Linked DNA regions of Mus musculus: region 1 is linked to region 2. The links are chromatin contacts, called in public HiChIP or PLAC-seq maps. All regions are on one chromosome and are shown on one strand. The core of a region is the stretch at or near the end of the contact, and the rest is flanking DNA. Distances in the headings are between cores, read along the strand shown.

The links. HiChIP or PLAC-seq counts read pairs in DNA pulled down with a chosen protein or histone mark.
Region 1: a contact with region 2 is called in an H3K4me3 HiChIP or PLAC-seq map of bone marrow-derived macrophages, with 3 times the contacts expected there. The contact joins the promoter of Tmem62 here to the enhancer-like site in region 2. A contact is called at or near these places in 9 of 39 promoter capture datasets (the 3T3-L1 cell line, the C10 cell line, embryonic stem cells and 5 more) and 7 of 115 datasets of contacts at active chromatin or transcription factors (the NIH/3T3 cell line, bone marrow-derived macrophages, embryonic limb bud and 3 more).

What each region holds. Positions count from the first base shown.
Region 1 is chr2:120,973,216-120,978,726 of GRCm38.p6, forward strand. Tmem62 (transmembrane protein 62) reads left to right here and starts at 3,847. Exons shown (of 14, transcript NM_175285.3): 1 at 3,847-4,263; 2 at 4,484-4,595. The coding sequence starts at 4,084.
Region 2 is chr2:120,442,339-120,447,785 of GRCm38.p6, forward strand. It overlaps Ganc (glucosidase, alpha; neutral C), which reads left to right. Exons shown (of 24, transcript NM_172672.2): 16 at 1,800-1,901; 17 at 3,961-4,204. Among named protein-coding and RNA genes, the nearest start is that of Capn3, 19 kb to the right of the region's middle. Within about 2 kb of position 4,198, at least 49 of the 459 cell types and tissues checked have an H3K27ac peak or open chromatin away from gene starts, as enhancers often do. A contact at or near this core is called in bone marrow-derived macrophages, where this site is marked.

The sequences.
Region 1 (5,511 bases), core at 2,597-5,096, 530 kb after region 2:
CAATGGGCTGGGCCCTGCTCCATCAATCACTAATTAAGAAAATACCCTATGGGAGGGACCAGGTAGAGGGAAGAGCAACGATCTGGATGTAAAGTGAGTAAATAAATAAATAGGAAAAAGAAAAGGAAATGACCTATGTGCTTACAGCCCAGTCTTGTAGAGGCATTTTTCTCAATTGAGGTTCCCTCTTCTCTGCCGACTATAGGTTTTGTCAAGTTGACACAAAACTAGCCAGCACCATCACTAAGATATTTTAAATTTTGTCTCCAGACTCATACAGAAACGCCCACAGCTCGAACCTGCCGCTTTGCTCTTCCGAAGCCATCACGTGTTCACCTGCAACCTTACTCCTAGGTTATTTGGCGGGAATCGGCCCCTCCCCCTCCTTCATAACGGAGTGTCGGAATAGTAAAATTGAACCTTGAGCAGAGCCTTGTCTTGGTTCCGTCTTTATCTCGCGCCGCCTAGTCCCTCTTCTCTTCCAGGTTTCCAAAATGCCTTTCCAGGCTAGAACCCAGACCTGTGATCTGCTGGCCAGACACAACATAAATGTCTATTTTTTATTTTTAATTTTGTTTATATTTTGTGTGTATGGGTATCTTGCCTCTATGTATGTCTTTGTACCACTTGTGTACAGTACCCAAAAGCCCAGAAGAGAGGAATGGATTCCCTGAAACTGGTCCTGGGAATTGAAGCCAAGTCCTCTGGAAGAGTAGTGAATGCTCTTAACTGCTGAGCCATGTCTCTAGCCCAGAGAAAGGATATTTTTAAAGGATCTGCCCATCTTTTAAGGAAAGCATTTTTAATATCTTCCTGTTTTCCTAACCAGATGTGATTGGACCCTTCCTTCCTGTTGGAGGACTAATTTAATAATAATTAAATAATAGAGGCTATATACTTCTAGAAGCAAATTTGTTCATTGGGATTCAGTACATTTTATTTTTGCTACTTGGTTTTAAATTTAGGAGCATTAAACTTACTGGACTTCCTCATCTATAAAACAGATGCCTATATAAAGTTTGTAAAGATGAATGAGGCACTACCAAAAGCCCAGAATGCCTGGTTTCCAATAGTACAGTGTTTGGTAATAGCTAAGTGAACTCCCTTCTCACCCCATGGTTTTCTTCTATACAAAAGCACTTTCATTTAGGGGGAAGGGAGTCAGGGATCAGCATACACAGTCTTTCCATTGTGAATGCCTCATTAGGCATCAGCATCCCCAACCACGGGCCTAGAGTTTATTACTGTTTGGTATCCTCAGGTAACAATGCCCATCCAGACTTGCAGAGTTCTTTCTTCGCTATGGATTCTTGTGCTTATTGCCTCTATTCTAATGCAAGGAATAAAGGCACAGCACATCATGCCCGGCTTTTTAAAATAACTGCTGAATTTTGGTTGAGATTGCTATAATACTTTTTAACAGTGGGGTGCTCGGTTGTTTGTTTTTGTTTTGTTTGTTTTAGTCAGGGTCTCACTATGTAGCCTACATGGCCTGGAACTTGCTAGCTCTCTTCTACAGTGCTGTGACTAAAGGTGTGTGCCACCACACCCAGTTAAGTATCTATGCTTTCTATATATCTCATGAATAGATTATTCATCCCTGGCTATGATGCTGATTTTCTTTCATAATATTCTTCAAAAACTTGTGTTTGACCTTTTAATTTCTATTCAAAAAACAAAAAAAAATTGTTATATATTTTAAACACTTTGTGGAATGGCATGAATAATTTTGTCCATGAAATAAAACTTCATAGAATTTTCTACTTCTTGTGTTATGTAGCCCAGGCTGGACTTGAACTCCTGACTTTTATGTCTCTAAGGTGCAATTCAAATCATATCTCAAACTTGCAAGTTGGGATTATAGCTGTATGGCACCACTTTTTAAAAATTATTTATTATTTTATGTAAGTACACTGTAGCTGTCTTCAGACACAGCAGAAGAGGGTGTCAGATCTCATTATGGATGGTTATGAGCCACCATGTGGTTTCTGGGATTTGAACTCAGGACCTTCAGGAGAGCAGTCAGTGCTCTTAACCGCTGAGCCACCTCTCCACCCATGGCACCACTTTTATCTCAAGAAACTTTCTTATATATATTGCTGTGAGACTCTCTTATCTATGTATACTACGTATATTGTATGAAATTTAATTTGCATGCCACACAAATCTCTTCTGAAATCTACCCTGAAATGTTTTTGTCAGCCTAACCTCCATTGTTATCTCTGACCTTAAAGTTTATTCACATTTCCCACAAACATACTATATAGTCTTACACTTCTATGCTCTTGCATTGGTCTGTCCTTGGCCTTAAGTGTGTCATACTATAAATCTTAGGAAGTTTATTAGCCTGTTATTAACACACTTTTACCCCATACATTTTTCTTCAAATTTACTTTAGTTATTGTATGATATTCTGTTGTGTGTGTCATTTTAAAGATTTTTAAAATTTTGTTTTATTTGAGACAGAATCTCATTATGTAGCCTTGACTGGCCTCTAACTCAGAGATCATCCTGTCTCTGTCTCCATGTGCTGAATTAAAGGCTTGAGCCACTAAGCTTGGCTTATTTTAAAGGTTTGTATTGTGAATTGTTTCTAGTATCTTTATTTTCCTTTTACAGTTAAATTTTTTTAACATTTTATTTTTAAGGGCTGAAGAAGTGCCTCAGTGGTTAAGAGTACTTGTGGCTCTTACAGAGGATTGAGATTCCGCTCTCAGCACTTACATAGTCCTTCACAACAGTCTGCAACTCCAGTGCGAAGGGATTCAGTGCCCTCTTCTGTCCTCCATGGGCAATTCACACACATGGTACACAGACATACATGCAGGCAAGATACTCATACCCATATGATAACAATAAAGATTCTAAAAAATATTTTGTAGGGGCTGGAGAGATGGCTCAGCAGTTAAGAGCCCTGACTGCCCTTCCAGAGATCCTGAGTTCAATTCCCATAACCACATGGTGGCTCACAACCATCTGTAATGGGATCGGATGCCCTCTTCTGGTGAGTCTGAAGAGGGTGACTGTGTACTCACATACATAAAATCAACATGTAAATCTTTTTAAAAATTGTAATTAATTTTTTGGGGGGATAGGGTCTCTCTACATAGTCCCAGCTGTCCTGAAACTCATTATGTAGACCAAGCTGGCCTCGAACTCACAGAAATCTTCCTGCGTTTGTTTCCCAAATGCTGGCATTAAAAGTGTGTGCCATCACACCCACCTAAAAATATTTTATTTTTGTACTAATTATATGTGTGTCTGAAAGTGGGTTTATGCAACCCAGTGCATTCTCTATAGAGAACAGAAGGGGGCGTTGTATTCCCTGGCGCTTGTGGTCAGAAGCCTTCTAATGTAGGTGCTGGGAACCACACTGGAAATGCTCCCTTATGTTTTCTGTTTGCATCAATGGCTTATTACAGTCCAGAGATGTTGAACTGATTGAAAAATTACAACACTGACAATATATCCCAAGGAAATATTGTTTAAAGCACGATTTGTATAAAAATGTTTATTCTTAATAGCAACACATATTAAAGAGTTGAAAGCCAACAATAAAGAAGTAGGTTTGATAAATTAAGGCCACGACTAGACTCTAATTCTGCTTCAGGCAATAGAAAAAGTTAATTTACAAGTATACTACAGTGCCACAATACCATAACAAGTACATATAAAATCAGATTAAGGAAAAAGATAATTTCCACAAGATAAGGAATCCTGTGGGGTTATGTTATTCGTGAAGGAGCCAGAGTGAGCCGCCCGTCGCATTTGTACTTTAAGAGGCGTCCTGATACTCACTTTGATTCTCACAAGCACCCCGCACGCACGCAAGGTGTCATTAACTTCGCTTTACAGGTGCTGAGGTCGCACCACGGTCAGGGATGCCAGACCCTGGTGGAGCCAGGTGGCGAGCTGCCTCCCTGCCACCCCCTCGCTTGGCTCTTCCTGGTCCTCACTAGGTTGTCAAACGCCGGGCAACCGGGCTGCCGCGGCGCGGAGGCCTGGGCTGAGGCGAGTTGCGGAGGCGGCGGGAGGCCACAGAGGCCGGAAGTGCGGGCCGGAGCGCTCCGGGGCTGCGCCGAGATGGCGAGAATGCTGGCGGTCCGGGTGGTGGCAGGGCTGGCGGCGGCCGCGGTGGCCGCCCTGCTGTTGGAGCACTACGGCCTGGCTGGGCCGACTACGCCGCTGCCGAAGCCCAGAGGCTCCCAGAGGCCGCACCCCGCCCCGGGCTCGGAAGCCAACAACATCTTCTGGGGGCTGCAGGTGAAGTGGCGGGAGGCCAGGGGAGGGCACAGCGCGGGGCGGGCTCGCCCAGCAGGGGGCCTCGGTCGCAGTCCGCCGGGAGGCTCGGCTCTCCTTCCCCGGGGTTCGTTAGGGCATCTTTTTCTTTCCCTTCCGCTCCCCGAGAGCTGACGGGCCACCCGTGTCGGTGCGGCTCTTCCTGACTCAGATAACGTGTCTGTCCAATGCCTGCTTTTGACAGATATCCGACATTCACCTGAGCAGATTTCAAGATCCAGGCAGAGCGCTGGCCTTAGAGAAGTTCTGTTCGGAAACTATTGACATCATTCAACCGGCTCTTGTCCTGGCCACTGGTAGGAAGGATTCCTGTGCTGTGTGCGGTGCGGTGGTGGTGTTCTATGGTCCTGATGGTAGAATGGGCAGCAGCTATTCGCTTGAGGGTGTTGGCAACTCTGGCCCTAGACCGTCAGTGAGCCCTTTGAAGTGGTGGATAATGGAGTCAGGATCCAGGCTAAATGCTTTGCCATCTCAAGGTTTTTCTCAGTAGGAATAAGGCTTGTGATGCTTACGACCAGATGTTGTCTGCCATATTTGTGTTGTGTGTGTGTGTGTTTATGTGTGGGTGTGTGCGCACGTGCGCGTGTATTGATGGTGATGATGTCCTGATGAATTTGAATATTAGGGGGTGCCCTATAACCGGGAATCAAAAGCTCTCCTTTGCTGACTTATATTTTTCTGTACAAGGAGGTTATGTTTTCAGTTGTTTGAGGACTCTTCAAACCTGTGCACGTGTGAGCCCAAAGGTTGGGTAGGAAAAGCTCCAAAGAGTTGTGTTCTGTGTTCTGTTTTTTGGGTGGCTCGGCTGTCACTCACCCTTCTGAAACATGTCTCTTACTAAGATGAAGTATCTGTCCTCAGATAATGAATAAGTCCCTGCTTCAGGTGTTCTGTTTACTTCCTAGAAACTTTAGCATTTCATTGGTCAAACTAGATTGTTTTTTGCTCTGAAATAATGCTTGGTCACAGCATAAATCCTGGTTTAGGGGTTGGAAAACAACTGTTGCAATAGGTAATAGGCACTTGCTACAATGTTGCAACATCACACAAAGGAGTTTCATTGAATTTTGTACTGTGTCTCTTTTCTCTCTCTCCCTCTCCCTCTCTCCCTCTCTCTCTCTCTCTCTCTCTCTCTCTCTCTCTCTCTCTCTCTCTCTCTCTCTCTCTCTCTCTCTCTCTCTCTCTCTCTCTCTCTCTCTCTCTCTCTCCTTA
Region 2 (5,447 bases), core at 2,948-5,447:
TTACCACAATCAAGTTTAGTTCTTTTTTTCATACTAAAGAAATGGTCCTTACTTGTTGGAAAAGTGACTTGAGAGCATTCATTTTGCTGGCATGGTCATCTCTAATCCTATCTCTGACTTGTAAAAACCAGGGAAATATACCTTTAACTGCTTTACCCACCTGTTCTACTTAGCAGTATGGCTTAAAATAGGTTTGGCTGTTGTTTGTTGCCAGGGTCATTTGTGACTGGATCTGGTTTACAGATCTGGTTCAGTTTAACCACTCTGTAGCAGGAAGGCTATTTTAAGGCCCTGCGTCTTAAAATCAAAGCTATTTTAAGAGCTTAGGTGCTGATGTAAAGAATTAGTTTTGCTGTGTGTTAGACATTTTCAGGTCTCACACTCAACCTCCCTAAACCAGCCCATGTTTTTCAGCCAAAGGATAGAATAGTTTCAATGGAGGTGTTCATCATAGCATTATACCTTGAGGCTAAAAGGAAAGGCTACACGTATAACAGTAAAAGAAGGGTTACAAAAATGTGGGGTGGTTATCCATGAGACAAATTGTGATGAGGCAGTTTAATATTGTAGTCTAAATGTTTTTTTTTTCATTTATTTTAGGAAGGTGTAACACATGCCACATGTAGAGGTTAGAGGACAACCTGTGGTAGTTAGTTCACTCCTTCCTTAAAGTGCTAGTTTTAATGCATGAGAATATGTTTGTAACAATGTATATAAGTTAAAAAAAGAAAGTATGCCTAAGTGATATTCATTATCCCAATTGTTAAAAATGTGGATGTAGTCATTTAAATCAATAAGTAGATTTCAGTAAAGTACAGGAAGACTTCAACCTCTCTGTAGCCCTGGCTGTCTGGAACTCACTCTGTGGACCAGGCTGGCCTCAAACTCAGAAATCCACCTTACTGTCTCTTTAATGATATAGAAACTACCATCATAAGCTCTTACCAACTATAATGTGAACTGGAACTTTGGCTTTAACAGTGTGACTTCTAGACTCAAATCTATTCAGGAACTCTATAACCAGGGAAGGTTGTGGATCCATTGTCTACCACAGTTCCCTGGTCCATAGAGCTAATAATAGTGTTGTTATGATGACCAAGTGGGACAAGAAACCCATGATTTGGATGTGCTTGGCCTATAGGGAGTGGTATTGTTAGGAGGTGTGGCCTTGCTGGAGGAAGTGTGTTATTGTGGGGGTGGGCTTTGAAGCTCTATCCAGTGCAGGAGAGTCAGCTTTCCCCTGCTACAGTCAGATGAAGATGCAGAACTCTCAGCTCCTCTTGCACCACGCCTGCTTGGATGCTGCTGTGCTTCTGCCTTCGTGATAATGAACTGAACCTCTGAACCTGTAAGCCAGATCCAATTAAATGTTGTTCCTTATAGGAGTTACCTTGCTCATGGTGTCTCTTCACAGCAGAGGAAACCCTAAGATAGTTTTGGGGTTTGGGGATTTTTTATTTGTTTTTGTGTTGAGACAGGGTTTCTCTCTATAGCCTTGGCTGTCCTGGATATTGCTCTGTAGACCAGGCTGGCATCAAAATCACAGAGATCTGCCTGCCTCTACTCCCTGAGTGCTGTGATTAAAGGCATGCGCCACCACTACCCAGTGTTTTATGGATCTTAATATCTTTTTCACATTAGAAAATTGATACCTTTTGCAGAAATGTCAGAATTTGTTTAAGGCGAGAAATCTGTCTCCCCTTTTGTTATTTTTGTATTTTACAAATATGGAGTCTAGATGAAATAGAATGCACTGGAAGACTTGTATGTATTTAAATGCCTCATTATGGGTGATCTAGGTGCAGTGTGGACAGGAGACAACAAAGCGGAATGGAGCTATCTGAAAATCTCCATCCCGATGTTACTCACTCTCAGTGTCTCGGGAATCTCCTTCTGTGGAGGTAAGCTGGCTGCTGTCCTGAGGCGCCGAGCAGGAGGGAGTGAGAGGTGGGGGTCCTCAATGCTCACTAGCCTGTTGGGGCAAGGATGAATGCAGGGAAGAAAATGGGAGGAGAGCAGAAGTGCCATTTTAAAACCTACTGCACAGTCTGGTGTGGTGGTGCACACCTTTAATCCAGCCTTCTAAAGGCAGAGATAAGAGCATCTCTACAAATTTGGGGCCATCCTGGTCTACATAGCAAGCTGCAGGACAGCTGGGTCTACATAGCAAGATTCTGTTTGCTTGGGTTGTTTGTTTGTTTGTTTGTTTGTTTGTTTGTTTGTTTAAATCTTACACATATCTTGTCTGAGCTGAGGGCATAAAGTCAGGTGGAGGATGTTTCGTCCCCTCAGCACTGCCTCCAGAGACACAGTAACTGAGTGTTCCAGAAACATGAGAGCACTGCAGCCAACTTGGCAAACCAAAGCCAACCTAGCTCAGTAGAGTGCTAGCCTAGCATGCTCAAGGCCTGGGGTGTGACAGGCAGCAGGGTAGCCAAGGGAATAAGAGAATCAGCCTTACAGATATTTTGTGCTCAGTAGATGTAAGATTCTGTAGCATGATTTAACTTTTTCTTCTTTAAGATGTGCTCAGATGGCCTAGTCAGCCATCACTGGGAAGAGAGGCCCCTTGGTATTGCAAACTTTATATGTCCCAATACAGGGGAATGCCAGGGCCAAGAAGCGGGAGTGGGTGGGTAGGGGAGCAGGGTGGAGGGAGGGTATAGGGAACTTTCGGGATAGCATTTGAAATGATTATAAAGAAAAGATCTAATTTAAAAAAAAAAAAAGATGTGCTCAGTTGCTCCAAGGCTTACCTAGCTCACAAGAAGCCCTCAGTTTGATCCCCAGCCCCACATAAAAACATGCATGATTGCACATACCTATGATCCAGACCGGGATGTGGAAATAGAAAGATCAAAGGTTTCAAGGTTTTCTTGAGCTACTAGATCCTCTGAGGTCTGGCTAGACTCTGTCTAAACCAGACAGACTATGGAGATGGCTCAGTCAGTAAAGTGCTTGCTACACAAACATGAGGACCTCAGTTCTGAACCCCAGCACTCCTGTAAAAGAGCCAGATGCAATGGCACATGCCTGTGATCCCAGAGCTGGGGAGGCCAAGACAGGAGGATTCCTGTTGCTTGCTAACAAGCCAGTCTAGACAATCAATACACTTCAGGTTCAATGAGACAACTTGTCTCAAAAGATAATAAAAGAGTGACTGAGGAAGACACTGAAGTCAGGTTGTGGCCTCCATGTGCCTCCTCACACATGAACACACACACACACACACACACACACACACACACACACACACACATATACACACACAAAAGATGTGTTCTTAGAAAAGATGTAGTTAAAATACATGTCTGGTGGCTTGCCATCCCTCATCCTGAGAATCCAATGCCAATAAATGTTACCAACATGAAGGTGCTCAGAATATACTGCCTCCAGTATATTCTAGATGCAGGTCTGATTGATTTTTTATCTTCTACAAGAATAAAAACAAATTAATAACACTTTTTTGGATATACGTGTCTTCATAACATTGGTCCACAGGCAAGAAATACATGTCCTGCCCACGGGGTGAGCAGAAAATTCTACCTAAACCCCCAAAGCTGTTGACTGCTGCTCTGTGGTTGATAATATTTTAGCTTTTCTTTTCAAAAGAAATACATTACCAGCCACCTTTCCTTCAGTGCACAGACACACTCCTAACCAGGGAGGCTGTAATTTCCGAGTAATGGAAGATCCAGAACACATAGGACAACTGCTCTTACTGAAAAGCCTGTGACCTTTTGACAAAAAAGAAAGAAGGAAAGAAGAAATCACAGAGCATTCTTCGAGATCACTGGCTGGTGTTCAGGGCTCAGACTCCCCTATTTGAGGCCATAGGTTTGCCTGTCGAGTTTAGTATGCACATAGTGTCTCCTCTCTTTTTTCGAGGCCTTATTTTTCCTTAGCACATTATTGGTTACGAGTGTGGTTTCTTCATCTGGTCTTTGTCTGTGTAACCAGCTGATGTGGGTGGCTTCATTGGCAATCCTGAGGCAGAGCTGCTTGTGCGTTGGTACCAGGCTGGAGCTTACCAGCCCTTCTTCCGAGGCCATGCCACCATGAACACCAAGCGACGAGAACCCTGGCTGTTTGGGGAAGAATACACTCAGCTGATCCGGGAAGCCATCAGGCAGCGCTACGCCCTCCTGCCCTATCTGTATTCTCTGTTCTACCACACGCACGTGTCTTCTCAGCCCGTCATGAGGTAACAGGGCACCCTTATCAGGAGCTCCAGCAGCCAACCCATAGATCCCCTCAGTGACCAGGGCCTGGGAAAGGAGAACAAAAGCTGTGTGTTTAGTCAGGTTTCAGTCAGCTTCATTTCCTGTTGTGGGGCTGCCTGTGGTGCTGCCTCTGACTAGATTCCTACTTCTCATGATTAAAGTACTCGTTATCCTGAGAGATGGAAATATTATGTGTTGGCAGTTCCTAAACTTACATGAGGCCAGGAGTTTCCTGGTAATTCTAGTCATCCTCCAGGGTTAGAGACACCTGCTTTCTTACCGTTCTGTAGAAACAGAATATAGTGTTGCAAAGGCTGGTAAATACATAACACGTTTCATTTATTAAAAATTATTGGGCTGGAGAGTTGGCTCAGCTGGTAAGCACTTGTTGCTCTTTCTGAGAACCTGAGTTCAATTCCCAGCACTCACATGGTGCCTCAAACTACATTTGACTCCAGTTCTGGGGGGGATCCAATGCCCTCTTCTGACATCCACAGGTACCAGTCATGCATGTGTGCACATACATACCTGCATGCAAAACACTCATACACATAAAATAATTTTAAAAGTCTAAAAAAAAATTAAAATTAAAAAAAATAAATTTCAAGCCGGGCGTGGTGGCGCATGTCTTTAATCCCAGCACTCGGGAGGCAGAGGCAGGCGGATTTCTGAGTTCGAGGCCAGCCTGGTCTATAGAGTGAGCTCCAGGACAGCCAGGGCTATACAGAGAAACCCTGTCTTGAAAAACCAAAAATAAATAAATTAATTAATTAATTAATTAATTAGTTAGTTAATTAAATTAAAAAAATCAATTTCTTGGTGCTAGAGAGATGGCTCAGCAGTTAAAATCTCTCTTGGAGTGTTCTTGGAAAGGACTTAACTTTGGCTCCCAGCACCCATGTCTGGTAGCTCACAATCAGCTGGAACTCCAGCTCCAAGGGTTCCAGTGCCCTCTTCTGGCCTCTGCAAGCACTTGTACCCAAAGGGTACACACATACTTAAATAAAACCATCCTCATAAAATTAAAGGATGGATAGAAACACTAAGTCACTATCTAGTCCCAGATAGCGAAGGTTTTGTTGTTTCTCTGAACCTCAATGCCTCCTGGATGGGTCATATAAAGCAACATCTATTTAAAATTTTGACAATTTCTCACCCTCCCCAAGAGTGTTAACTGCTTGAAAGCAAGGAAAATCGGTTCCTTTCATCTAAATAAATAATAAT